Linked DNA regions of Mus musculus: all the other regions are linked to region 6. The links are chromatin contacts, called in public ChIA-PET and promoter capture Hi-C maps. All regions are on one chromosome and are shown on one strand. The core of a region is the stretch at or near the end of the contact, and the rest is flanking DNA. Distances in the headings are between cores, read along the strand shown. Region 1 holds the start of Mrpl53 (mitochondrial ribosomal protein L53). Region 2 holds the start of Dok1 (docking protein 1). Region 3 holds the start of 1700003E16Rik (RIKEN cDNA 1700003E16 gene). Region 4 holds the start of Lbx2 (ladybird homeobox 2). Region 5 holds the start of Dctn1 (dynactin 1). Region 6 holds the start of Nagk (N-acetylglucosamine kinase).

Region 1 (4,193 bases), core at 607-3,106, 690 kb after region 6:
AGGTTGGAAGGGAGGTAGAGGTATAAAAACTAAAAGTTAAAAAAAAAATAACACATGGCATGCATGGATAACTTTTTTTGTACGACTTTTTTTTCTGATTTTTAATGTGCATTCATTGGTGTCTTGCCTACATGCATGTCTGTGAGAGGGTGTCAGATGCCCTAGAACTGGAGTTACAGTTGTGAACTGCTATGTGAGTACTGGAGATTGAACCCTGGTCATCTGGAAGAGTAGCTAGTGCTCTTAAACACTAAGCTACTCCTCTGGCCTCGAATGGATAACTTTTTATGCCATTTGATCCTCTAAAATGACTTCATGGTCACATTAATGGATGTTAACCAAAAACTATTTCCGGACTGTGGGAAGTAAGCCATTATTACCCATGTGAAGGATGAGATTTCATAGCAGCTAAAATGATAAGGGAAAATGACACCAGGCAGGAGAATAAAAGTGGTACAGGAAATGAGTGAGAATGGAAGGGTCTCGATAAGTAGACCAGGCTGGCCTCCTGAGTAGCCTGGATAGTGTGTGCCAATAGACGGGGCTGGCTCCTCTCTTTCCCCTCAGTGCAGACAGACTGGTTGGATCTACGGAGAAAGGGAAGGGATAGGAGAGGAAACACTACATTTCTAGCCTAGAAGGCTGAGCAGGAAGTCAGAAGAGCCAAGTGACCGTTCCACTTGAAGGAAAGAATGTTGGTGGCATATGGGGGAAATTGGCAGTAGCTAATCATAGAAGATGGGGTTAGAACCAAATAAAAAGGTAGGGTTTAAATCCTGAGTAGTTGAAATTATGACAGAATGGGTGGTTCCATGAGAGTGAATGAAGAGTAGACAACACTACTAAGGAAGATGAGTACTGTAGGCTGAGGGTGGTGGCTGTCTAGAATCCCAGCACTGAGGAGCCTGAAGCAGAAAAATGCTTTCACATTTCTAGGCCACCTTGGTCTTCTTACTAAGTTTCAGGTTAGCTCATGGTAAGACCCTCTCTCAAAATCCAAGTAAACAACCTGAGAAAAATAGCATTCATTTGGCAATAAATATTTAATTAAAATGTACTTGGTTGACAGATCCAAATAAAGTTAAACACTGAGAAAGAAAAATTCCAATTTGTCGGGGCCCTTCACCACCCAAACTTACTTATCTTGCCCCAGAAGCCCTGTTGTTAGTGTTCTTGCTCCGTATCATGAGCTCCATGCAGCATTTTGAGTGATTAAAGCCCAGGTCTTCTCAGACCACTCACTGTCTTTAGATTCAAGCTAACATTTGGTTGTTGGACTCTTCTGCCATATCAGCGGCGGGTACTCGTACCCGGGGCGACCTTGTCTGCGCCCGGTGCAGATGCTGCCGCGGCGTTCCTGTCCCGGATGTGGGAGGCCAAGGCACTTAACATTTCCTGAGTGGTGAGGTGGGCACCGCGCATAATCAGCCGATACCCATCTCCTGGGGGAGATGCAAACCGATGAGTTAGGGACCCTGACTATGCAGGGCTATGGCGGCGATCTGCCCTCGCCCACCCGCGTCCCTACCAGGTTTACCGAACAACACGTCCACGCAGGGCTCAGAGCCGTCGTGCCTCACGTCGGCGATCACAGAGCAGTTGAGGTTGGTGGCGCGGACTTTCTCGCTGCTCACCGTCTGGAGGAAGGTCCTGCGGCCGGAGGGCAGCGTGAGCGCGTCCGGGGGACCAGGGAGCCGGGACGAGGGTGCGCGCGCACGCGTGGGGAACACGGACGCCTCCCACCTCCCCAGAACCCGTACCTCGTGGACTCCACGTTCTTCTCAAACGGGCAGAACTGAACTCGAACCAGCTTGACCGGCCGTAGTCCGAGCCGAGCCAAAGCCGCCGCCATGGTTACCTCCACCCCGGAAGGAGTAGCACTGGGGATCGGTTTATTGGAACGGACCGCTTCCGGCGGCTCCGCGGTACTTCGCGCGGCTGACCTCCGGGGCCACCCGCGAATACTTCAGCCATTAGCAGTGTTCTGTGCCACACAGCATAAGCAGTGAATGTGCAAAATCCCCTTCGCAGGAAAACGTCCTTCAGCCCTCTCCCTCGGGGTCCTGCCTGCGAGATCTAGGTCAGCACCACCCCACATCCTGGCTCCTTCCTTGGAAAGGATGTCACTGCGGGGACTGTCCACCCAGCAGAAGGCAAGCCCTGCCCCTGTAGCAACAGCCAAGGCTTAAATGTCCAGGCCCTACAGCCTAATGACTAGAAACAGAGACGGGGAAGGGGTAAGACTGCCCTCCACGTGTAGAAATGTCTGCTTTGTCTGTGTTTCCTCATGAATCAGTTTTCGCTTTGCTCCTGGGATTCGAGAGAAAGCAAGGTTTGCCTGTCTCCTGAGCGCTAGCCCTGTAGACCCCTTCTAGTTTTAGCTCCAAGATGTCTTCATTGTTTCCGACATCCAGATTTCAGGCTGTAGTTTGCCTATTACTCTGGATTGCAGATCCTAGGATGATCTGGGGGTTCAATTCTGGACTCTAGTTTATGAACATGTTTTATCAAGCACCCAGGTTTAAGCTTCTCTAGCATACAGTTCCTTGTCTGGGGCATGATCTGCAACCCCTGGTCCTAGTCAACTTAGGGTTCAGGACTTGTCCTCAGGCAAGAAAAAAAAGGCAGGTGCCAACGTGGGTGTTGGTGCAGCCTCAGGGCAAGCCAGGCTTGCTGGTTTCCCACCAGGTAAGCCTCAGGACTAGGTCCTGGTCCTCCCCCTCCCCCTCCTCCTCGTCCTCCTCCCCCCAGGGTGCTTAGCAGGTGAGTGTTCTGGGCAGGGGAGACTCCAAGACGAAGAGGGGGTGCCAAGTTTTCCAGGCTGTTGAGGCTGCTGGTGGGCAGTTCAGTGGTCTGGACCTCATAACAGAGACCTGGGAAGGCAGGAGTGGACGGCAGGTTGGTGGGGAATGCTGACGCCAAAGCAATGGTGAGATTGGGTGTGGGTGTTCGAAAGCACCCCTGGAAGGGCTTAGAAAAGCCTGGGGTTGAGGAGTGGTGATAACTCACAGCAACGGGGAGGTCTTCTGTGGACTGGATTCTTGGGCAGGGGTTGCTGCAGGAGACACAGCAGGGCCCCATCTAGCTGCTGGAAGATGCTGAGTGAGAGCAGAGTCTGGCGAAGCTCCTGCGACAGGCCCCACTGCTCTTGTTCCAGAACCTCCCTGACCACTCCGAAGTCTTGCTTGAGCTGCAGCGCCCCCTGCAGGCTAGATGTCCAGGTACAATGTGGCCACCAGACACTTCTGCCTCCCCAGACTGCTCTGCCCAAATGGTCTCCATTTTCCCTGTTTGGCATTCTTCCTCTGCCACTAGCATCTTTCCTTCATACCTGAACCGGATCCCATGGGTGAGGATGTGGTCAAGCCAGGCGCCCAGTGTGGCTGTCAGTGCCTGGCCGAGGGCAGGGGCTTGGGCTTCAGGTGGCAATCCCTGAAGTCCTTGCAACACAGGCTCCAACACAGAGTAGACCACTATCCGAGCGTACTCACTAGGGTCACTGGGAGGTTCTGGAGTGAGACAAGAGAAAAGACAGATGGAGAGACTGCAGAAGTCCAGTGGGCTCCAGAGGGAAGGAAGGGCACAAAGGGTAAGGACAAAGATGTTGACAGTGGTGTGGAGCCACAACTGGGGAGGGCTTGGACCATTTATACCAGGAACCCGAAGGAGAAAGGTGGAAGTGAGAGATTACCAAGACAGTGGGCTGGGGGTTGTAGCTCACTCAGCAAGGCTTGCTCGTCTAGCTTGTGTGAAATCTTGTGTTTCATTTCCAGCACCAGGAAGAAAGAAAAATTACCAGGACACAATCGAAGTCTCCAGTATCGACCCCTCGGCATGTGGAGCTTGAAGCCTTGTGTGGCTTGTTTATGGCATTCTTGGACAAACAGACCCAGTGATTCTTTGGGCAGGAGCTGTATGGGGAGGAAGAAAGTAAGAAGGGCTAGTCTATTAGACTGGGAATGGTGTTTCTCTCTCTGAGGTCTCAGTGTGGGCATCTGTAAAACCCTGATGCCTCACTGTGGGAGCATGGGCATTTTCTAAGGAGGTCTGGACCTAAACCATGCACAGTACCTAGGATTAGAGGTTTCCTTAGTAATCAAAGGCACATGACAAGTCAGGCGTGTTGGGCATGCGGCTAGACTCCCAGCATTTGGAAAGTAGAATCAGAGTATTAGAAGCTCAATGGCCAGGGG
Region 2 (4,303 bases), core at 1,333-3,832, 760 kb after region 6:
TTTGTGGAAGAGAACATAGCCCCCTTCTCACTGTACACATGGAACACTGGAGGCTCCTGGAGAGTACTGGCTAGCTTCAGGTCACATGGCCCTGAAATTAGTATGTTAGATGGTTTATAATCTGTGGGTTTGCTTGATTCTGCCCATTCTTGGTGTCCCGTGTCCCTTTGGTTGTGCCATTAAGGTGTTTTGTTCTTTTCTATGTACTTGAACTGCACTTAGATAATGTCCGGGCTAGTCCAGAGCATCGCTCACCTGTTCCAGGGCCATATTTGGCACTATGGGTCCACCCTGTGGCTTCTGTGAAGCCCAGCTCCCGGCAGAGGACATGGGCAGCCTGCAGCGTGAAGTCATCATCACAGATGGTGCCCCATTCACCAGCTCGCTGTATCTCCACTCGACCTTCATAGGGCTTTCTAGGAAAGCCAGCCAGCCGGAACCTCAGCCCCTGGCTTCCTACCTTCTTCTCTGGGCTGATAGAAGGAGACGGAGACCCCACACTGAAGCTGCACAGACAGTGTAGCAGCAGTAGTCCCCATGGGCAGCAATACCACACACTGACAGCTCTCATGGCGGGTGGGGCCCAAGGAGGGGGGCACTAAGGGACAGAGAAGGAGAGACACACACACTGAATGAGGGTAGGAACACAAAGAAAACAGGCACAGCCCTAGAGACCTAGATTGGGGGCGAGGGAGACTCTCCTTTCCCTTTGCAAATAATAAAACTTATAACTTGTGGTTAGTGTCCCACCATAACCTTCCCTGGTTTGGCCATCATTACCACCAACACCATCATCTCTATTTACTTTCATCCATGGGGTGGGTATGGGTTAGAGATGGAGAGTCTACGGATGGGTTGGGTAAACAGAGATATTGGGAAGAGACACAGAGAGGACGACCCAGACAGGATGTGACAGGAAGGGAGACTGTGGGAACGAAGGGGAAAAAACAGAAAGGCACGGGGTGAGAGACACATTGAATATGGATAGATGGTTTTAATCAAACCAAAAAAACCAAAGCACAGAGTAATGGGGAATGACACAGAGAGGCAAAAACCATGAGGAGAGGGAATAAAAGCCAAGGTGCAGGCACAGGAGAAATGACAGCAAGACCCATGCAGTTAGACAGACAGATGGCATCACAGGCAAGGGGAGCCTGGGAGCCCAGCCCTGGAAATCTCAGCACTATGAATGAGAAGACTCTTCAGTTTCCTATGGGGGCAGATGCCCATGCAGGAAGGGCCGAGGCTAACCGGAGTAGGAGAACCTTCTGCCACCCTCCCTAGCACATGGGCTGGCAAATATGCTGCAGGGTCAGGGACTCCAGGAGACCTAGGCTTCAAGCTGGGCAGGGTTTGGTATGGAGTTATCCAAGCTCCCTGGAACACCTCTTTTTCTGTCACTGGGCAACCAGAAGCTAGGGCTAGCTCCCCAGCTCAGGCCTTCTCTATCCGAGGCTGAAAACAGTCCTCCACAGTAAGGGGGGCCCTCCATTGCTTCCCCCAACTCAGACAAGACAGCTTTGTTCTGGGGGCATTTGGCTCCGAAGCCCTGGTGTTCAGCGTAGGGCCTGCAAATTGCACCCTGAAGCCTCCATCCCCAACAGTTTGCTCAGCTTTCCACTCTTCTGTTTCGCTCCTTGACCAATAATAAAACTGTCAGTTGGTTGGCTTTCCCGACTCCATCCCAAATCAGCGTTTCTCCTGGTCCACCATCCTCTCCATCCCCAACTCCTCTTCCCGCTGGCCAGCAGTAACTCCCCTACCTTCGACTAGGCACAACTCCAGAGGCTGGAAGCAGAGTCCTGGTCCTGGAGATTACTTTCAGGACTTCTCAGAAAAAAAGTGTTCGGCCAGGGGAGACTGGACCCCCCCTTCCTCTCCCCTCTTCGTTGGTCCCTCCCACGTCCCCTAGAGCCCTCCCACATTCCGCTTTCTCCCTCCATTCCGGCCAGGCCAGTTCCCTCCTCTAGATCTTCCCCTCCCCTGTGGAGCTGGCTGCAGCCACGCCACCCCCTCCCACTCCTCCCGGCTCAATGAAGCTTTCTTTTCCCGCAGGTTGGAGGCCCGGCAGCCGTATTCAGGGTGCTTGACTTGCAAACGGTTTCGGGACAGCAGGACGGCCCCTGTGGCAACGGGAAGCTTTCCAGCCCGTAGCCGTTCCTCCACATCCCCAACTAGACAGAGTATCAACAACAGTCCAGTCCAATTCCCGGGCTGGGCCATGAGAAAAGGTCCCACAAAGAAAACTATTGTCCCGATGGCTCCCTTGGTCATTATGGCGCCCCCGAGGTGCCTGCAGGTGATGTCACGGCCTTCACTCTGATGTCACGTTAAACATATGTCGTCACTCTCAGCTTCCACCCCCCAGGCACTAGGGCCCCTGGTTGGTGATCACCGCTTCCCTGAGTGGTGCCACTGTGTGCACCACTAAAGATAAAGGCTTTAGTGAGCTCTCCCTGAGTTCTTCCTGATGGCTCGTTTTCCTCCAAGCCCTCCGCTCCCCCATCACCGCCGCAGGGGCCGGGGAGGGGCGGGCACGCCTCCGGCACCCTGCAGCCTCGCCCCGCCCCGCCCCGCCCCCAGCCCTCCGGGCCAGGAAGCGCGGAAGGAATCGCCTGGGCCATGGACGGGGCTGTGATGGAGGGTCCGCTTTTTCTGCAGAGTCAGCGCTTCGGGACCAAGGTAGTTTGTTTGTGGCGTGGGGGATGGCGAAACCCCTCTGGACTAGAAGTGGGTGAAAGAATCCAGAAAGAGGGAAGGGGCCGGAAGAAGGTCGGAACGGCGCGCGGGCAATTGTAGATCCCCAAGACGTTCCCTTAAAAGTCTCGGGCTGTGCCCTCCTTGGTGCGGTCTTGGGATGCCATTATCTTTGGGAAAGTAGCTCAGCCTGGGAAGCCCCAGACTCAGATCGGCCTTCATGGGTCTCTTCTTCCTTGTGGGGCGCGTGCTACCACCGCGCACTCTCGAGTCTTTCGTTCTTTCCCAGAGGTGGAGGAAAACTTGGGCTGTGCTTTACCCAGCCAGTCCTCACGGCGTGGCGCGGCTGGAATTCTTTGATCACAAGGGGTCGAGCTCTAGAGGGGGTCGAGGCGGCTCTCGCCGTCTAGACTGCAAGATGATACGCCTGGCTGAATGTGTGAGCGTGGTGCCGGTGACTGTGGAGAGTCCCCCTGAGCCCGGCGCTGTTGCCTTCCGCCTGGACACCGCACAGCGCTCGCACCTGCTGGCGGCGGACGCCGTATCCAGCACCGCCTGGGTGCAGACTTTATGCAGAACCGCCTTTCCGGTGAGTGACTGGGGGTGGGCATCTCTGGGCTTAAGGGACACTGCGAGGATGGAGCTATTATAGAGGCACTGGACTTCTTGCACCTACCCTAGACCCAAGAGAATTATATATAATTCTTCCATGTTCCCTTTTCTGCAGAAAGGCGGCTGGGCTTTGGCGCAGACGGAGAACCAACCTAAGTTTTCTGCCTTGGAGATGCTGGAGAATTCGCTGTACAGCCCCACCTGGGAAGGTAGATGTCTGGCAGGAATGGAGTGGGTTGAAGAGGTGCCCTTGGGGAGCTAGTGATTGGAGTCAACCGAGTCCCTAACTTGCCCCAGCGCTCCTTCTCCTTCGTATGTGTTCTTCCAGGATCCCAGTTCTGGGTAACCTCGCAGAAGACCGAGGCTTCTGAACGCTGCGGCTTGCAAGGCTCCTACATACTGAGGGTGGAAGCTGAGAAGCTGACTCTCCTGACTTTGGGTGCGCAGAGTCAAATCCTGGAGCCGCTCCTTTTCTGGCCCTACACTCTGTTGCGTCGCTATGGCCGGGACAAGGTGCATGGGGCTGTCTGGGAGGATGACCCGTCAGGGAGGGCTACCAGGTTGAGTAGCTGTAGGTGACAATTCCATTCTCAGGTGGTCTCTTCTGTGCAGATACAGTAACTTGGTCAGGCCTGTGACTCATTTTTTATGACACGCCTAACGTGTTTCCCCCACCCCCTCAGGTAATGTTCTCCTTTGAAGCTGGTCGCCGCTGCCCCTCAGGCCCTGGGACCTTCACCTTCCAGACTTCTCAGGGAAATGACATCTTTCAGGCAGTTGAGGCTGCCATCCAGCAGCAGAAAGCCCAAGGAAAGGTGGGCCAGGCACAGGATATCCTCAGAACTGACTCCCATGATGGGGAGACAGAGGGGAAGACAGTTCCCCCTCCTGTTCCCCAGGACCCCCTGGGCAGCCCTCCAGCCCTATATGCGGAGCCTTTAGACTCCTTGCGAATTCCTCCAGGCCCTTCTCAGGACTCTGTATATTCAGACCC
Region 3 (4,878 bases), core at 89-2,588, 640 kb after region 6:
TCCAAAATCTACCTCCAAATATAAGTTTTTATCTATCTACCTAATTGTTTCCTATTTTATATTCTCCAATATTCATTCTCTCAGGCAATCCGGTGTCTTCTGTTCTCTACATTCTCAGTTCCTGGCCTTGAATTCCCAGAAACCAAGCGGCTGCCTAGTTCTCCATCTAAAGCTTTGCTTCCTTAAGCCCAAAGCCAACGCAAAACCAAAGAACCGATCCCTTAGGCCTCCCCCCACAGCTAGGACAGAGATGTGGCGTGCACTTAACACAAGAGAACAGAGATATTTTTTACTCTTTCATTTTCTCGAGGTCCTACCAATCTGTTTTATTTTTTAAAATGCCTTGACTTTGGGAGTAAGAGAGTTGACCCCACATTGACCGCTCTTGCAGAGGGCCTGGGTTTGATTCTTAGCACCCATGTGATGGCTCCAAACTGTAACTCCAGTTCCAGGAGATCTGATCCTCTCTCCTGGCCTCTGCAGGCATCAGACATGAACACAGTACACAAACACACATGCAGACAAAACACCCATATACATAAAATTTTTTTTTGACTTAAAGGTAATTGGTTTTTGACCAGTGAGATGGGAGAGTGTTGGTATGGGAAGAAGCTATGAGTTCAAAGGCAACCCGGTCTATATTGTGAGTTCTAGACCAGCCAGGGCTACACATTGAGACCTTGTCTCAAAATAAAAGGCAAGCCATGGTTGCGCATGTGATTCCTTTAATCACAGCACTCTGGAGGCAGAGTTGAGTTGGAGGCCAATATGGTCTATATAATCAGACTGTCTCGATTTAAAAAAAAAAAAAGTAATAATGATAATAAAGTAAGTTTTAAGGTCACCCTCACAGTTGTTTGATCCATTTCGTAGTCCTGAAATTGTCAAGATAGTGATTCATCCATCAGACCCTCTTCCTAGTGCCTCTGGTTTACCCACCAACACGGGTTCCTGGTCAGAAAGGAATTACTATTTGCACTAGTGGTTCAGCTGTTTCCGAATTCGCTTGCCCTTGGCCTGGTCCAGCCGTTGACCCTTTCCCTCAGGGACCGAGGTACAGGCATGCCCATCTCGAACCTAGAGCTAGTCCACTGCCTCGATACCGGCCAACCCCAGTTCTTGCGCACTCCCTAAGTCTAGCTGAAACTCACCGAGCCTTCGTGACTCATTTTCGTGACAGTCACTCCAAGGCGGTGTTTCAGCTGCCTTCAGGACCCTCCATCGTTGTAGCTGCAGTGGCCGCGACCCAACGGTCTCCTCGGCAACCAGGCCCCGCTGAGGGTCCCTGGCGTGGTCCACGGTTGCTTGGTAACCGCGTAGCTGCGCGCCGCAAGTTCCAGCCACAGGCCACGCCCAGAGGCCGTGCGTCGGTGCGTCGTCTCTATGGTGGCGGCGGATTTGGAGGGACCTTAGGATCGCGGCGTCAGGCAAGGCACACTTGAGGGTGGTGGGGGTGGGTTGCAGGTGTGACCTCTAACCTTGGCGTGGGCCTTCAGGTAGCTAAGCTGTGGGAAGAAGAGCTGGAGACCACATTCTGCATTTTAGCTGAGACGTTCCGTACTAGCAGGTATTTACATCATCATTCTTATTGCGGGATTCCCTGGTGGCTGCAACACTCAACCCTGGGGCTCTCTCCAGCTCCGTGGGATCCTCTCCTCCTTGTGACTACTATCCATCACTTTCCTCGGGGATCCTATCAATCAAGGGTCTCTCTCAGTGTCTCCTGGTTGCATCTCATTGTCCTTCTCCCCTGTCCCAGTGTCCCCAGTGGCCTTCTCCCTATTTGTCGTGCCGTGACTCTAGGACTCTCTCTCTCTCTCTCTCTCTCTCTCTCTCTCTCTCTCTCTCTCTCTCTCTCTCTCTCTCTCAGAATGTTCCGCCGCGAGCGCTCCATCCCACTTCGTAGCTCTGCCGCCGCCCTGTCTAACAACCTCAGTGTACTGCAGCTGCCAGCCCGTGATCTCACGCATTTTGGGGTGGTTCATGGACCGAGCGCCCAGCTTCTCAGTGCTGCCCCTGAGGGTGTGCCCTTGGCCCAGCGCCAGCTCCACGTTAAAGAGGGTGCTGGAGTGAGTCCCCCACTTATCACTCAGGTAAGGCAAGGAGTGAAAGAGGTGTTGCTTAAATCAGTGCGATCCTTGTTCTTGAATACCTATCCTCTTGACGCCTTATGTCCTCTTCTATGATGCGCGTCTCTCCAGGTTCACTGGTGTGTCCTCCCCTTCAGAGTACTGCTGGTCCTCACCTCGCATCGAGGGATACAGGTGAGAATAGAACCCTCCTGCCCTTTCTCCAGCGCCACCCCCACCCAATAACACTTTTAGATGTCACATGCGCAGCCCACTCTGCCTCTATTTTTCGTCTTCTTTTGTTCCATTTTCTTCACTCTTCAATTCTGCATCAGCAGTTTGCTTCTGTTATTAACTCTGTGACCCTTGGGCACGGGTAGCCTCAGTGTCCTCCTCTGAAAACTATGGATAAGAATAGTGCCTGCCTCCCAGAACAGAGTTTGAGGATTCCAATGGACTTACCTGGCTGGGTGAAGTGCCCAGAACTCAACAAGGGTCATCTGGATCTTGCTCTCATCCTTGCCCCCATCTTCCAGATGTATGAGTCTGATGGCTCCGTCATGGTTTATTGGCACGCCTTGGACTCAGGCGATGCTTCTTCAGGTACCTTCAGGACCATGTGGAGCAGGGGTGGAGGCTGGGAGAATTCGCTGGGGCTGGGGGAAGTGCTGTTTCTGAGAGCTGCTTTTGTATTCAGTACAGGCTATGTTTGCCCGAGGAATTGCTGCCAGCGTCCACTTCATCTGTGTGGGTGAGCAGACTAGAGACAGGGCTAGGGCCTGTATGTGAAGTACATGATTGTGGGGTCTCAGCCAAGAGGATGCTGAGGGGTTGACGAACTTAGGAAGAGTTAGAGGGAAGCTGGGAAGGAAGGGTATCAGAGACTCTGAAAAACATTTAGAGAGGGATAGTGAATGGAAAGTCAGGCCTGTGGGAGTACTGAGTTTATTACTAAGACTTCTGGGATAGAGGGGGTGCTGGCTGTGGTGACTGGAGACCCAGAGGACTCAGGAAGCCATCAGTGGGACACTGGTTCTGGCTGCAGGAACGTGTTCCGGTCGAGTACTGGTCTTTGATATCCCCGCTAAGGGTCCCAACATTGTACTCAGCGAGGAACTGGCTGGGCACCAGACACCAATCACAGATATTGCCACTGAGCGTGCCCAGGGGCAGGTGAGTTCACTTCCTCCAGCGGTTCTAGTAGCCTGGGAGACTCCTTCACCCTTGGGAGGCCCAGGCGTGGGTATTAGCAATGCTAATAAGCAGAAGTGTGGCTTTGGGTTCATTTGTACGTTCTTAGAAGCAGCAACCTCAGGTCTGGAGAAAAACATACTTTCCACTAAGTGGTGTTTTATACAAATCCCTAACTCTTCTGACGCTGGTGTGAATCCAGAAGTTGGAATCTACCATCTCCCAGACGCTGCCAACCTTGTAGCTTCCTTCCTTTCCTGGACTTGAGCTAGTGCCCCTATTCTGACCCAGTTCAAGGCCAGTCTTTCCAGAAAGCTGTCTCCCAATTTCAACTCCCTCTGACTCTCCCTTAGCTTCACTCTGAGTAGGCCCGACTCTCATAGAAAAAACTCTCTTCTCCCCACTTGTATTGTAAACCTCTTGGGAACAGGGTATGGGGTTTTGTCATTTGTATCCTTCGGAGCAGCTAGTATGTCTGCCTGACACCAACCAGGTCAAGAGGTCTAGGGACTAGTGATGACTGTGGCCCACTGCAAAACCTCCAAAAAGTCAGGACATGGTGGTTTTAGTCTTCCCACCCATCCCAAAAGGACAATTGTACATCCTCTTCTACTCCACAGTGGGGATGGGGGTGGGGGTGGGGAGGCAGCAGTTGTGAGTGCATACAAGGAGCTGCAAGGAGTCTATGCTTGAGAGACTCCTGCAGACGTGTCCATGGTGTGAGCTGGTGAAAGAGCCACCTCTCACCCTTTCCCTGTAGAAGCAGAGAGGCAGGCATGGCCACACCTCCCCTCCTGGTCTGGACTCTGGACCACATAGACTGTAAAGGGAAGAAGAGCTAACCCTGCCTGATTTCCTCCCCAGGATGGTGTTGCTGACATGGTGACAGCAGATGACTCGGGTGTCCTGTGTGTCTGGAGGTCGGGACCTGAGTTCACCTTACTGACCCGAATACCAGGATTCGGGTAGGAGAGGCAGACTAGGGCTATGGCCTTTGTGAGGTGACTTCAGGACAGGGAGTATGTTGGAGTCTGGAGAAATCAACATTGAACATTACCCTTGCAGGGTCCCATGCCCCTCTGTGCAGCTGTGGCAGGGGATCGTGGCAGCAGGGTATGGAAATGGGCAAGTGCGCCTGTATGATGCCAGCACAGGGGCCCTCCACGTCCAGATCAGTGCCCACGCCCGGACCATCTCTGCCCTGGACCTCGCTCCAGAGGTCGGCAAGGTCAGTGTCCTGTATCCCTACGTACCTTTCCTGGTGCTTAGGCGCACAGCACAGGCTTGTCCCTGTCCCCAGTGCGCACAGCACAGGCTTATCCCTGTCTCCAGTGCGACTCCATCCCCAGGAACTGGCACTCCTGCTCACTCCCATCATGTCGGGGCATCTGACACCCTGCCCATCCCTCACAGTGGAGTCCTCTCTTTTAGCTACTGTCTGCAGCTGAGGACACCTTTGTGCACATCTGGAAGCTGAACAGAAACCCAGAAAGTGGCTCTATTGAGGTAAGTTTGCAGACAGGTGGGAGTAGGGGCCCGAGCACAGGTGAGCGGCAGGACTAACCAGCCCTCTCTTCCCCGAAGGTGGAACACTGCCATGGTGAATGTATTTCTGACA
Region 4 (4,495 bases), core at 1,696-4,195, 710 kb after region 6:
AGCCGTGTTTTCCCACCTACAAGGGCAGTGTCTTGACACCAGACTAAAAGTCCATTCAGTTGGTCTGTCCCACTGATCAATTCACACAAAGCACTCAGATCTTGTGTGAAGACACCAGAATCACGCCCGCCTTTCAGTCTCACTTATTCTCCCCTGAGTTTCCTCTCCTTGGCCCTCCACTCGCTGTCCGAGGTTCTAGCTGCATGGTGGTCTCTTAAAAACTGACAGGGTGGGCCTCTGGCCCCTCAGTGCTCCCTGTCCCTCCCCAGTCAGTGCCTTTGCAGGAGGATAGTGATTAATGGCCAGCAAAAAGGGAGGTCAAAGCTGAAGGTCCGAGATGTCATCAGTGGGGCCAGGTTAGGATGCTCTTGTGACAGTCACAGCTACTTTGACCTCCTCTCTTCAGTCTCACCCCAGGTTCCCATACCTGGGCAGAGGTAGAAGTGGATAGTGCTCTCTTTCCAGACTCTGGGGTGTCACAGTGTCTCATCATAGAGGTTTTGTTTGTTTGTTTAGTGTGGTGTGTGGGGGTGGGGGGCGCGCGTAAGCGCGAGTGCGCTGTGATATAGGCTGACTTAGAACTCTTGATTCTCCTGCCCCCCACCCCACCTTCTAAGTGCTGGGATCACAGGTGTGCACCTACACTAAGCTTACTATGGCTTTCTTAATGCAGGAAACCTAGTAAAAGTTTAATTAAGAGTAGAAGGCTCACATTATCATATAGGGGCCAACCTAAAGGTTAGTACTGAGGTCTCCAAGGCTGCAAGCCTTGGGAACAAAGGTAGCCAGTAGGGGGTAGTGGCCGGAAGCCACCACTAGAATCCTACCCACTTCCTCTCCATCCAGTGTCTCCAGAGGTGAAAGACAAGCCAGGTCTCTGAGGAGTGGCCAATGCCTGTGTACAAATCCTGACCTCAAGCCTCTTTTGAAAAATAACCATAGCCAGACACATACCTTTTAGGCTTGCTACTTGGGCTAAAAGAAGTTTTAAAGGAGCCGCAAGGAATTTCCCAGTGAGTAGCGGCTTGCCTTGGTTTGGGTTGCGGGCTTTCCGAATTGAGGCTTCTTGCAGCAGCAGAGTGGCGGCTTTATTCTTTAACGAGTAAGAAAAGTAGGAGTGTGGAGTAAGAGACAGAACAGAGCTAAATGGGTGTTTACCCTCCACCCGGGAACCCAGACAAGGCCTCTAGCAGGGGGTCCAGGGCCCTAAAATCCAGGGCTGGGCAGCAGCTTCACTTTCAATCGTCCACCTGTATCTCCTCATCTGATAAGTTGGGCTCAGAATCGGGCCCTGAAGGGCCAGGGTCAGGGCTTGAAGTGCTGTCTGGCAGTGCTGGGTAACACAGGACTCCAGGGGACAACCCGCATAGGGAGGCCACGTCCGCGCGCATCTCCTCCACATCCCGCTTGAGCTTGGCGCGACGGTTCTGGAACCAAGTGACCACTTGCGCATTAGCCAGGCCCAGTCGCGCAGCAAGTCCGTCGCGCTCTGACGGTGCCAAGTACTTCTGGAAGACGAATCGCCGCTCCAGCTCCAGCACCTGCTGTGCAGTGAACGCTGTCCGAGACTTGCGGCGTCTCCGGACACCAGCGCCAGGCCCCGGCGGCGCCTCCGGGGCGGCTCTGCCTGCCAGGATGAGACGGAAATGTCAGTCTCGGCTTTGGAGGAGGCTGAGGTCTGGATGGAAAAACTTAGGGTCGCGGGGCTTAAGCAGGTAGAGGGAGCGGGGTGGGCCAGCATCACGATCCCTATACACCGGGTCAGAACCCGGATTCGAAGTGCAGCAGGCCTGTGGGAATGCTGACGACAGAGAGATGAGATTACTCCAGCGGGTAGAGGGTGAGTGGGACTGACCAGAGATCTGGTACGAGAGTCAAGACCGTTTGGAGAAGGTCTCTGACGCCGTTTGGAGCTCCAGGCTGTGCGTGGTAGTAAGTTAGAGGCCAAATTGAGGTCGGGTGACCCATCTGGCCAAATAAAGTCCTTAACACCAGCTCTCTTTCCGGGAGCCCAAAGGGAAGGAAGGCAGGCGGAAGGCGGTTCCTGTGCCCAATAGTGCTGCAAAGGATCTTCTACAGGGCTCAAGAAGTGACTGGGGCTGGGGCTGGGGCTGGGGCTGGGGCTGGGGCTGGGGCTGGGGCTGGGGCTGGGGCTGGGGCTGGGGCTGGGGCTGGGGCTGGGGCTAGGTAGCTGGGGCTAGGTAGCTGGGAGGAATTTTCTGCCTTGTCCTAGCCCTGCCTCAGTCTTTTCTTGCCAGCAGCTCAAGCGTTTTTTCTCTTCCACAGCCTTTCTTGGTCATGATTACCCCGCATACAGCGAACGTACCAGCAGCCGAGCGGGTCCCTGGATTCGCTCCAGCCTGGCGGTACCCCTCAGCCCCTGCCACCCCCTGGAGCAATTGCAGTCTCAGAACTAACTCAGGAGACCTGCCGAGCCCTGTCAAATGCAACTCCTGACACTTGGGCAGAAGGCAGGGGGTGGGTAAAAATGACCAGCCAGGGCCAGACAAAACTTTGTGACCAAGGACGAGAGAGTGAAGCGGGGGGTGGAGGGAGAGACAGATATAGACAGGGACAGACAGACAGATCCGCGCGCGCGCGCGCACACACACACACACACACACACACACACACACACACACACACACACACACACAGTTCAAGTCCGCTACTTGGCTGGCGTGTACCTTCAGAAGGCTGTGGTGTAGCCCGCGGGGAATGGCCCAGGAAAGTTTTACTTGCTAGCTCCTCCAGCGCACACAGTGGTGACGCGGGATCAGGGCCGGCCTCGGGAAGCTGCGGTGCAGAAGGTGCTTCGGGGACCATGCTCGGACCTAGGATGTCTGCGATACTAAAGGGTGTCCGGCGCTGATGTACAGAGTTCATGGCAAGCGGGATTGTAGCGATCCCGCCTTCTGCTGCGCTTGGCTTCACAACCTCCTAGGCCCCCAGCGCTCAGCTTCCGATCTGGGCCCCCTGCCTCGGACCCGCCCCCTAGAGCTCAGTTGAAGCCCCACGTCCCCTCCTCCTGCACCCCCACCTCCTTCCAAGGGCCTCAGTGAATCGGGTGCCCATAGGTGTACTGGCAGCCTTATTTCTTCTATAGAGTAGAAAGAAGCCCATGGCTTCTGATTTTGAGGTGCACATTCAAACTGGATGTACTCCCCTGGATTGCATGCTGCTTGGCTCCCTACTTAAACTCTGGCTCATAAATTCTAGGGCAATAAAATTGCTTTCCCTGGCCTCAAGGACTGGGGACTTGCAGGGTTCTGAGAAACAGGATCAGGGCTGATTGTGTTAGGGACTCAGCATCCTAACTTTGCCTATCTTTCTCACCCAACCCTGGGAAAAGGTCTTAAAGAGAAGATGGTGGCTAGAGATGGTTGGTGTAGTGTGGGGGTCCAGGATCGAGAACCTGGCCTATTGGAATACCTGTCATAAAATGATACCACAAGGAATGGGGCAGGCCACACTGTAGCCTGGAGGCTCCAGTAAGTTAAAACCCACCCAAAAGGATCTCAGAGACCTGGGCTGGTACTACTTGCTCAGAGGGCTCCTGGCTAGTGAGGACTGGACTCCAGAGGGCCAGCTCTTCTTACTGGCTTGCTATAGATCTGACTTTATCCTTTTATTAAGTCCTCAGAGTTCAGGTGTGACTTCCTGTAGGATCACTCACTCTCCAGGGAAGACTAATGGAAGGCTTGGCTTGTTCATTGCGTTTTGTGTTCTCTGTCCCCATCTCCTCCACGTTTATTTGTATCTGGGTTAGCACTCCATGATCATCTTGAGCTGAAATAAGGCAACTCTGGCTTAACAAAGCTGGGTCAGTAAGGTTGCATAGGCCTGGTTCCTTTTCTAGGCAATCTTCCTCAGATAGCTGAAAGCTTTACAGCTTATAGGTATAGACTGGCTACTCCCAAAGAGCAAGCCTCTTCATTGCTAGGGCAGTTGCAAATGCAAGCCAAAATTCATTTAAATTATTATTATTATTGTTGTTGTTGTTATTTTGAGACAGGCTCTCACTGTCCTGGATCTTATTATGTAGACTAGGCTGGTCTCGTGTGTGCCACCATACTTGGCTTTAACTTTAATCAATCTATTTATGATTGAGCTGGGGTCTCACTATGTAGTCCAGGCTCTGCTCAAACTCAAAGTTAACCTTGGCTCAGTCGTCTGTGGAGTGAGCCACTGTGCAGTCAAAATGAGAATTCTATTTATGCTTGTTGTGCTTTGTTTTGTTTTGTTGGGAGTGCAATGAAAAGCCAGAACAGTCTCTCCTACATTGTTCCCAATGTCACCTCTCCTGTAGCCTCTCCATCTCCCACTATTATTCAGTGACCTCCTCCTTGGGGCAAGTTAACTTAAGCGTTTGGGTGCTCCAAAAAGGTCTTAGGAGACCCTGGAAACCTGGGCCAAAGGCTACTCGACAATAGGACACTCCCCTTAGTAGGAGGGGTGTTTTCCCCGTCCCGAGTTTCTTCTGGTGATACTCTGA
Region 5 (4,456 bases), core at 1,338-3,837, 620 kb after region 6:
TGCTCTTCCGAAGGTCTTGAGTTCAAATCCTAGCAACCACATGGTGGCTTACAACCATCCGTAACAAAATCTGATGCTCTCTTCTTGGAGTGTCTGAAGACAGCTACAGTGTGCTTACATATAATAAATAAATAAATAAATAAATAAAAAGAAATGTTTAAAAAGCTTGTTTTGCTAGCTCACACATGGGATTCCAGCACTTGGGGAGCTGAGACAGGATTACCATGAGCTTGAGGCCAGCCTGGACTACCCGGTGAGCTCGAGGCCAGCCTGGCCTACAGTAAGAAGAAACTCTAGAAAAAAAAATGTCACAAAAATGAACAATAAGCAATCCATTTTTTATTGTTTGTTTTTTAGAGACAGGGTTTCACTGTGTAGCCCTGGCTGTCTTGAAATTCACTCTGTAGACTAGGCTGACCTCAAATTTGGAGATCTGCCTGTCTCTGCCTCCCAAGTGCTGGTATTAAAGGTGTGTGCCACCACAGCTCAGCAATAACAATCTTTAAAAGAAAAAAAAGACTCTAAAATTCTCTAGAATCTACTGAAATTTTTAAAAAAGAATTTATATTTAAATTGTATAACAAATTAGGATTTACTGATAGATCTTTGAATATCACCATATAGCTGCTTCTAGGGTGTACTGTCCCCAAGGAAAGGATGTAAGAACAAGCAAACAACTCAATTCAGACCAGGCTCCCCACAACCCTGTCCCAGGAACCAGAGCTGAGAAAGTTAGCAGCTCAGTGGTGGCTCTCTCCACTGTCCTCGGTCTCCCTGGGACTCAAACCAAATGCCTTTCTCCAGCTCCTCCACCCTCCTCCACTCCTCCTCCTCCTCCTCCTCCTCTTCTTCTCTTCCTCCTTCCTCTCCTTCCTCTTCTTCCTCCTCCTCTTCCTCCTCTTCCTGAGTGTGTGTGTGTGTGTGCGTGCACACGAGCCTTTTAAAATTTTTGTCACTGTTCTTTGAAACAGAATCTCAGTACCACCCTAGGCTGGTCTGAAACTTGCAGCCCTCCTACCCCAGCCCCCTGAATGCTGGGCTCACTGGCACGCATCAGCACGTCCACCTAGACTTCTCAGAAAGACAGAACTGCACCTCTTTCCAGGGCCACAGCCACCACCATGCCTTGCTGATATGATTGCTGTCAGTCCATCTCCATATCTACCTGGCACTGCTAGACTGTTGACTACAGCACATTCACCAGCACCCTCCTCAGGGCCCATGTCCTATTGTCTGCTCTCCCCCAAACCCTGCAGGCCACGGTGTCATAAAATGAAGAGCACAAACAAATAAACAAAATACCTCAAGTTAGCCCTTTACTGTCCTCAAACCCTGCCCAGTAGTTCATCTGGGTTGGCAAAGGTACAAACAAAACGCTGTCCTTGGGTCATACCCAGATTCTTACATACCCGTGATGACAGAACACATGAAATTAGGTCCCAGATCAGACCACGATTTGGAAGAAAATCACACCTAAGCCATTTTTAGCAATAGCTGTTCCATGAACCAGAGAGATTGTAGCAAATAAATAAGGCAAGAAAATGTGACCCCCGTGGACCTAAAGGCTCGGGGGAGGGGTCTTTCCTGATACCCCCCAAACACACACACACACACCACAGTTAGCTTCAGAAAGGAGCCCTGCCAGAGCCTGGGAAGTCAAACCCTTCCCAGCTGTCATTCCCTAGCCCCTCTCTTCACAAAGCCCCACCAGTAAGGTAAGGACAGAGCTCCTAGGGATGTGGGGACCTCAAACTATACCAGGGACAATGAAGAGCTCATGGGCCTGACAATAAAGGAAACTGCCAATGATATCAAGGCTGGACACAAACTCAGAAAAGACCCTCCCACACCTCCCAACACGCCTCTCGGAGTCAGGTGGCTCTAACAGTGGATGCAAATCTAACCTCACAGAGGAGAGAGCAGAGGCAGATAGCAGGGCATCTGAAAAGAGCCTCACAGCTAGGCCTTCTGACCCCCAGGCCAGTCAAAGACAGACTGGACCCCTCAGAAATCCCTGGCCTCAGAGCCAGCTGGAGTCAGAGGTCAAGTCTAGTTGGGCCCCAGTTAGGACCCAACTGGGTGGGTGGGTGGGGTACCTTGTCCAGCCTGCCCCTGTCAGCGCTCTGAAGGCTCCTCAGAAGCCCAGTGTGTGAGTACCTCAGCTGAGAGCCAGCCTGCCTCCCCAGCCCCCACACAAGTGATGTCCACAGGCACCCGGCCTGGTCCAGCAGCCCTCCCAGGGCCATCCCATATTGACTGGGGCCACTTACCCGACTGGACATGTGCCTCCTGCTCTGGGCCATGTTGCTCACCCGGACTCTACCCCCTCCCCCAGCTAGCCAAAGACAGAGAAAAGGCAGAAACCTAGGCAGGAGGGGTCAGGGTGATGGGCCTGCATGGACGGACGGCTCAGAAGCCGTTAGCCACGGACCTCCCTCCGTCCATGGTCCTCCCTCTGGAGGGGCAGGAGCAGTGATGGGGCTGAGGAGTAAGTCCCTTCTACTGCCCAAGGATTCCTGAACCCAGAGACACTGAGCCCCGCTTGCCAGCTGATGAGTCTCACTCTGCGCTAGTGCTGCTCTAGACTGTCAGGAAGCATGCTGGCCTCTGGGTCCTAGTGCTCCCCTCCTTCACACGAACCCAGGGATGGGTAGGCAAGAAATCCTCAGCACCAGAGTGCAGGCAGGGTTCTGGAGGTGACACTTCTTCCCCACCTGTACCCCTCACTATCACTGCCCCCAGTCCCAGTGAGTGAGGCTTCAGCAGGTCCCCAAGCATCAAGTGCCACTTCAAAATGATCAGCACTTCATCAAACTGCTTTCACAGGCCTTCTAGTCCCTTCTGCTGCTTTTCTGTGTCACCCTACCAGAAAGATGTCTGGACTCCACACGACGAGGGTCTCGATCTCTGTCTTACACTGGGCCAGATAAACAGGAGGGGCAGAGCTAGAAGCCTGCTCACCCAGAGAAAGCCATGAGTACCCAGCTCCCCACCCCTGCAACAGCAGAGGTCCCCACAGTCACTCCCTCCTCTGCCTGTGTCAGGCAGGCTCTGATCCCCAAGATATCACATTCAATGGGATTATTAAAGGTAGTTTTCAAAAGCTAAGCACCTCACTGTCCCCTTGGCCCAAGTCCACTTTACCCAGGTCCTCATCTCTTTTACCCTTGGCCTTGTCTTCTAACATCAGACTCAACAAGCCAACTTATTTTTTATAGTTGTGTACTTCACAAGCTTCCTTAGTTATGTTATATTACCTTCATAATTTTAAAACAGATGGTGTTAATTTAATGAAACTACTTATTCTAGTCAAAGGTTTCCACATGCTACCTCATTTATTATTCACAGGTCAATGCCTAAGGTCTTACCCCTTAAGCAAAGGGCCTGGGGTCTAACCACTGGATCCCCTGGCTGTAATGTGGACCTAGTCCCTGAATACACTTGTCTTCCTTCACTGACAAGACTGCAATTTCTGCCACTCTGCACACTTGCCTAACACAGGATAATGCCACAAAGCAGTTCTGTTAGGTGATGCCCACCTGGAAGAACACCATAATGAAGCCAGTCCCTTTATATGCTAGATTAACCTCTCAACCAAAACAGTCTCTGTGCCTTACTTCTGCCCAGAACCATCAGGACCCCACCTCTGCTTCCCCCGCAGTGTCCAGGTTGCTCTGCCTTCATATCCACCCCAGCCCAGACAATCGTACTAAACCCACTCAGAGTGCCTACAGAACACATTTCAAAACATCACGTTAGGGCTCGGCAGATTGCTCAGTGGGTAGAACAGAAACGGGGGCTAGAGAGATGGCTCAGCAATTAAGAACACTGGTTGCTTTTGCAGAAAACATAGATTTGCCAGGCATGGTGGCACACACCTTTAATCCCAGCACTTGGGAAGCAGAGGCAGGCGGATTTCTGAGTTCGAGGCCAGCCTGGTCTACAAAGTGAGTTCCAGGACAGCCAGAGCTATACAGAGAAACCCTGTCTCGAAAAAACCATTTAAAAAAAAAAAAAAAAAACCATAGGTTCATCCCAGCACCTACATAGAGGTTCACAAGTGCCTTTAATTCCAGTCCTAGGGGATCTATTACCCTTTTCTAAACTCCAAGGGCATGGTACACACATGCTACACAGACATACATGCAGGCAAAACACCCATACACCATAAAATAAAACTTAAAAAATAAAATATTTAGGACAGGGGTTGGAGAGATGGCTCAGTGGCTAAAAGGTCTTGCTCTTCTTGCAAAGGACCTGAGTTTACTCTGTTACCATGGTTACCTGCAGCCATGCTGTGCCACTCACAACTACTTGTAACTCCAGCTCAAGATGAGATGCCTCTGACTGCTGCAGGAACCTCTATTTATGTGTGTACACACACACACACACACACACACACACTTACTTTAAAATAAATCCTTTTTAAAAATAAAAATAAGGACTAGAGAGATGG
Region 6 (4,786 bases), core at 995-3,494:
ATGGCCCAGGCTTCAGCTGACTCACCAGGCTTCGAAGGGGCACCAGAGGATCCACTCCAGCCTTCTGTTTGGCCCTGTCCACCATCTCATTGATCCTCTCCACACACTGGTCTGTGCCAATCAGCTGGCCCCAAGAGGGAAGGAGGAGTTAGAAAGGCTTGCAGGATCTGTGCTGCCCCTATCAGCTACTAAGAGACCCAGACACCACCTCTATCGGAGTTGAACAGTACATGAAGGCCAAGTTCTCTGGTCCCCTCAGGATGGCTTGCTTTCTTCTTCTTTTTTTTTTTTTTTTTTTTTTTTTTTTACCCAGTGGTTTGTGCTCAGTCCATCTGCTTCTGCCAGGATCTGCCCATCCTCAGAAAGTAAAAGGACTTTGGACCGTGTGCCTCCCCTACAAAACACAAGAGGGCACTCAGTCCTGATTGAATTCCACGCGGAGAGCCATGCTTGCATAGTAGTCTCTTACAAAAGTCTAGGGCAAAGACAGCTTCAGCAAACCCAACCTCTACTCCAAAAGCTACCTGTTTAGTGCCTGCTACACTCTGGAAAGAAAAAGGAGGCTTTGCTCCTTTTGCCTGGTAGGTCCTACTTCCTCTGCAAGGTCCCACTCACAGTCTGTCTCATGCAGGGCTTCTCCTTACATTAATAAGCTCTAGCTAGCAAAGACCGCTCTGAATCAAGAGTGTATTCCATTGTTTAGCTTCTCATGAGCTCCACTGGCTCCAGAGTGATGACCTATCCTCCTAACCTATCGTGAGCATGGCCCAAACGACTTATGGTAAATACGTCGGACGGAATAAGCAGACCTCTCACAACAGCTAAGGGTTACTTTGAGGACCTATCTTCTGACACCAGGGTCTTCAAGACACCTGTGAGAAACTATCACCAGTCAGGGAGAAACTCATACTGCCTTCAGCAACTAAGCCCTCCTGAGTTAAATCCCTGGGGTAAGTGGTACTTTAGAAGAAGGGTGATACGTGTAGGAGGATGTCCTACTGACCAATACTTTTTGTTGTTGTTGTTTTGTTTTGTTTTGTTTTTTTGTTTTTCAAGACAGGGTTTTTCTGTGTAGCCCTGGCTGTCCTGGAACTCACTGTGTAGACCAGGCTGTCCTCGAACTCAGAAATCTGCCTGCCTCTGCCTCCCAAGTGCTGGGATTAAAGGCGTGCGCCACCACCGCCCGGCTCTGACCAATACTTCTTGTAATAGACAATAAAGACTCGATCCAACTCAAAGAGTAGTACATCAAGAGTACATCCGAAGGGATATTAATGCATGAGACAGTAGATTAAAAATCCAAATTAATTTCTTGACAAACTGGGAAAAATAAGTTCTACCTTCCATATGAATATAACAAGGCTAAGTGCAAACTCCTACGCTGTGCTGAGGGTTTTTCCTTGTAAGGTATCATAAATAAAGCCAGGGGTCATCCGCTTTCGCAATTCACGGGAAGAGACTTCCGGGTAAATCAGCAGCAAGCAGCTAGGATACCAAATCTTCCTATCAGGTCCTGATTTGACACACCCAGTTCCACAAAATGCTTGTCACGCGCAGGGGACCGGATAAACCACCATCTTGCTCACTCTTGTCCTTGCCTTACGTCTCACCCAAAGCCATGCTTAGTAGAGCTACTTCCCAAAGTCAAGCAGACCAGCTTCTAAGCAGGAGAATATAGGAACCAAGGGCGTTCGGGGCCGACAGCAGTGGAGGGTCCGGAGCACCAAGATAAGACAGTGCTCTGGTGACAGCTGCTTAACTCCCGGGTTCCCTTGTGCATGAATCTCAGTCTCAGCTTCTGCCTCTTTCCCACGTCCACCCGCGACCGGCAACTTCCCACCTGACCCCCCAGCTCTGCACAACTCTCCAGGTTGACACAAGAGCCCTGTGGCAGAAAGGTGATGGCCGGGAGGGGCGTGGTCGCACCGTGGAGCACAAAGGCACCGGGCATGGTGTGGGCCGCCGCCCCCTGACCCGCCGCTCCCGGACGGACAGCCTTCGGCCGATCCAGCGCTCACCCTTCCACGCCACCATAAAGCGCGGCCATACTACCGTTGCCACCGCTGGTCCGCCGTAGCAACCTCGACCCTAGCCGTGACTTCGCTCCCGCCCACACGGGCACCGCCCCTTGTCATGTGACTACGACGCGCTTGCGTAGGGTGTGGATGCTACGTCCTCTCTCGCCCCTGCTGTCGCCTCCCGCAGCTTTCCCCTCCGGTTTTTTCTAGCCCGCCGTTCAAGTGACTGCTTCGCGAGGAGGCGGCACCCCAGCTGAGGCTCCTGGGAGGGTGTGTGAGGGCTGCCAAGGGCCAGCCGGAAGTAGCTGGCAGACGCGCGCTAACTGTGGGGTGCGCACGCGCAGACGCTTTTGGAGGCAAGCTCAGAGTCTGGCGGATGTGTCTGAGGACCAGGGCGGGAGCCAACGTCCAGACCACCCCACCCTGGCTCATGAGCGCACACTCTACCTTGTGCTGAGTACGCTGAGCAGGTCTCAGTGAGGCCCCAGGCTGCTGTCAGCTGAGGTTTGTGCGGCGGTGAGGATAGAGCCCAGGGTTTCATGTGTGTCAGGCTAGCGCTCTACAAGTGATCTGAGTCCAACTCTGTTCTTTCTGGACTGTATCTCGTCTGTATAACCCAGACTGGCATGGAATGCAATGCTGGCTCAGCATGCTAAAAACTGGCACTCACAGACCATATTTCACCTTCTGGCCACCACCTGCTCAACTCTAAACTGTGCAGTGGAACTGGAGGAAGAGAGGAAGATACCGTTAGGTCCTGTAGAAGAGTGACTCCTGCGTGTTTCCTCAGGCTCCAGGTTGTTCCAGCCCTACTTAAGAGGCAGCTTCAATAGCCAGGAGGACTGTCTGCTGCTCTTGACATTTCTTTGAGACTTCAGATGGAGTCTCCTTGGGGCTAGCATGTCTCTGTCCAACCTCGGACCTCTGAGCCTGCCTCCTGTGGAGAAATCTTGAACTGGGATCCTCTTTCCCTGTCAGATAATTGGGTCCGGTTGTGTTTTGATGTAAACAGTTGGGAAGGTGGGCACACAGAGCCTCATATATCCCAAACTCACCTCAGACTCTGGCTGAGGATGACCTTAAACTCCTGATTCTCCTGCCCCACCTCCCAAGTGCTAGGATGTTTTGGTGTAGGCTTGCTTTCTAAGGTTCCAGAGTGAATGAATTCTTTACCTCCTTTCTTACCTATGTGACTCAGTAAAGCACCAAATAATTCAAGAATAGAAATAACATTATTGCCTGATAGAGAAACTAGAGGGAAGTGAGACATTACCATTCACAGTACTTCAGAGCTGGAAAATGCTTCCTCCAACAACATCTTTAGAATCAAAGATAATTCCATAGGATTCTGATTGAATGGAAGTTTTGGCAAGAGTGTGATGTTGTGGGTGAATTCTGATGGAAAAGTTCCCTTTAGCACTGGTGTAATGAGTCTTGGGATCCATTTGTGACAGCGCTGATGTGCTTTTGTTCTGTTGTTTGAATCTTTTTGTAATGAGATTGCAAGTCACCAGGACTGGCCCTACACTCCTGAGGTGTCTGAGGCTGTCCTTGAATCCCAGTCTTTCTGTCTCCACCCCCTAAATGCTCGGATGAAAGGACCACACTGCCCTCCTGGCTTTGCATTACTTGTTTAGAAAGGAATACAGAGAGAAAGTTTGGTTTAAAGACAAGATTGACTTCTGAATTTGGGTGAGAATTACTGTAATCGCTGCCAGTTCTCCCCTTCACAATGAAGATGAGAAACCTCAGGGCCAAGACATGGCTCAGAGGGTAATAGCACCTGCTGCTCTTGCAAAGGACTGGAGGTGTGTTCCCAGGACCTACATCAGGGCTCACAAACCCTGTCACTGCAGCCCCAGGGGATTCAACTCTGTTTTCTGGCCTCCTTGGGCACTCTCCACTAATACGTGCACATATCATTTAAAATTAAACATAAAAAAGATTTCGAACTCCTAAAGATCCGATCAGATAGAGGTCATGTGGCCCAGGCTCATCTCAACCTCCCTATGTAGACAAGAAGAATTTTGAACTTCATATCCTTCTGCCTCAACTTCCCAAGTGCTAGAATTACAGGTAATCACCACCATGCCTGACTTATGTAATACTGGTAACTGATCCCAGGGTTTTGTATACTGTAGACAACCTATCTACCAACTGAACTACATCCCCAACCCAGTAGCTAATTGTATTTATATCCACATGTACTCTTATGCACTTTAAAAATGCACAGGCTAGTGTCCCTTTTTCCTTTCTGCTGGGTACTCAATGTCGAAATGAGCAAGTTCATGAAACCCAGGAAAGTGTGCTGGTCCTGGCTAGATGCTACTCTGGACACAAAGCTGTCATCAACATTGATGATGGCACCTCAGACCACCCTTACAGCCACGCCCTGGTGGCTGGAATTGACTGCTTTCCCCTAAAAGTGACAGCTTCCATGGGCAAGAAGAAAATTGCCAAGACATCCAAGATCAAGTTCTTTGTAAAAGTTTATAACTACAACCACTTCATGCCCACGAGGTACTCAGTCAATAGCCCCTTGGACAAAACTGTTGTCAACAAGGATATGTTTAGAGATCCATCTTTAAAATGCAAGGCCAGGCAGGAACCCAAGATCACGTCTGAGGAGCCATACAAGACAAGGAAGAACACATGGGTTTTCCAGAAGCTTCACTTTTAGGTATATTTTTGTTTCTGTCACTATAATAATAATAATAATAATAATAATAGAAATGCATAGGCTTAGTAATAAAAACATAGAATAAATA

The links. Promoter capture Hi-C pulls out the DNA fragments that hold promoters and counts their contacts. ChIA-PET counts read pairs in DNA pulled down with a chosen protein or histone mark. Capture Hi-C pulls out chosen DNA fragments and counts their contacts.
Region 1: a promoter capture Hi-C map of liver shows a contact between it and region 6, with 3 times the contacts expected there. The contact joins the promoter of Mrpl53 here to the promoter of Nagk in region 6. A contact is called at or near these places in 5 of 39 promoter capture datasets (cranial neural crest, frontonasal cranial neural crest, hematopoietic stem and progenitor cells and 2 more), 1 of 115 datasets of contacts at active chromatin or transcription factors (large pre-B cells) and 2 of 9 other capture datasets (adipose tissue and liver).
Region 2: an RNA polymerase II ChIA-PET map of memory CD8 T cells shows a contact between it and region 6, with 8 read pairs. The contact joins the promoter of Dok1 here to the promoter of Nagk in region 6. A contact is called at or near these places in 2 of 39 promoter capture datasets (neural stem cells and pre-B cells), 1 of 115 datasets of contacts at active chromatin or transcription factors (memory CD8 T cells) and 2 of 9 other capture datasets (adipose tissue and liver).
Region 3: a promoter capture Hi-C map of liver shows a contact between it and region 6, with 4 times the contacts expected there. The contact joins the promoter of 1700003E16Rik here to the promoter of Nagk in region 6. A contact is called at or near these places in 4 of 39 promoter capture datasets (the C10 cell line, liver and pre-B cells), 1 of 15 datasets of contacts at CTCF or cohesin (large pre-B cells), 5 of 115 datasets of contacts at active chromatin or transcription factors (bone marrow-derived macrophages, large pre-B cells, memory CD8 T cells and 2 more) and 2 of 9 other capture datasets (embryonic stem cells and liver).
Region 4: a contact with region 6 is called in a promoter capture Hi-C map of liver, with 3 times the contacts expected there. The contact joins the promoter of Lbx2 here to the promoter of Nagk in region 6. A contact is called at or near these places in 4 of 39 promoter capture datasets (cranial neural crest, liver, maxillary cranial neural crest and 1 more), 1 of 484 Hi-C or Micro-C datasets (embryonic stem cells), 2 of 115 datasets of contacts at active chromatin or transcription factors (large pre-B cells and memory CD8 T cells) and 1 of 9 other capture datasets (liver).
Region 5: a promoter capture Hi-C map of adipose tissue shows a contact between it and region 6. The contact joins the promoter of Dctn1 here to the promoter of Nagk in region 6. A contact is called at or near these places in 1 of 39 promoter capture datasets (cranial neural crest), 1 of 115 datasets of contacts at active chromatin or transcription factors (pancreatic cancer cells) and 1 of 9 other capture datasets (adipose tissue).

What each region holds. Positions count from the first base shown.
Region 1 is chr6:83,106,771-83,110,963 of GRCm38.p6, reverse strand. Mrpl53 (mitochondrial ribosomal protein L53) reads right to left here and starts at 1,856. Exons shown (of 3, transcript NM_026744.3): 1 at 1,761-1,856; 2 at 1,538-1,650; 3 at 1,032-1,442. The coding sequence starts at 1,852. The coding sequence ends at 1,291. Ccdc142 (coiled-coil domain containing 142) reads right to left here. Exons shown (of 9, transcript NM_001081266.1): 6 at 3,797-3,911; 7 at 3,332-3,509; 8 at 3,010-3,209; 9 at 1,843-2,873. The coding sequence ends at 2,587.
Region 2 is chr6:83,031,750-83,036,052 of GRCm38.p6, reverse strand. Dok1 (docking protein 1) reads left to right here and starts at 2,582. Exons shown (of 5, transcript NM_010070.4): 1 at 2,582-2,682; 2 at 2,987-3,286; 3 at 3,425-3,518; 4 at 3,638-3,822; 5 at 3,993-4,303. The coding sequence starts at 2,623. Loxl3 (lysyl oxidase-like 3) reads right to left here and starts at 1,848. Exons shown (of 14, transcript NM_013586.5): 1 at 1,764-1,848; 2 at 256-598. The coding sequence starts at 571.
Region 3 is chr6:83,152,864-83,157,741 of GRCm38.p6, reverse strand. 1700003E16Rik (RIKEN cDNA 1700003E16 gene) reads right to left here and starts at 1,338. Exons shown (of 4, transcript NM_027948.1): 1 at 1,152-1,338. The coding sequence starts at 1,169. Wdr54 (WD repeat domain 54) reads left to right here and starts at 1,363. Exons shown (of 11, transcript NM_001362119.1): 1 at 1,363-1,427; 2 at 1,497-1,567; 3 at 1,871-2,093; 4 at 2,202-2,264; 5 at 2,606-2,672; 6 at 2,767-2,820; 7 at 3,115-3,242; 8 at 4,125-4,225; 9 at 4,326-4,488; 10 at 4,692-4,766; 11 at 4,845-4,878. The coding sequence starts at 1,872.
Region 4 is chr6:83,084,815-83,089,309 of GRCm38.p6, reverse strand. It overlaps Lbx2 (ladybird homeobox 2), which reads right to left and starts at 2,945. Exons shown (of 2, transcript NM_010692.4): 1 at 2,688-2,945; 2 at 1,067-1,627. The coding sequence starts at 2,886. The coding sequence ends at 1,239.
Region 5 is chr6:83,177,720-83,182,175 of GRCm38.p6, reverse strand. Dctn1 (dynactin 1) reads right to left here and starts at 2,587. Exons shown (of 32, transcript NM_007835.2): 1 at 2,271-2,587. The coding sequence starts at 2,303.
Region 6 is chr6:83,792,515-83,797,300 of GRCm38.p6, reverse strand. It overlaps Nagk (N-acetylglucosamine kinase), which reads right to left and starts at 2,244. Exons shown (of 10, transcript NM_019542.2): 1 at 2,019-2,244; 2 at 310-394; 3 at 26-124. The coding sequence starts at 2,047. It also overlaps the pseudogene Gm7443 and the pseudogene LOC665004.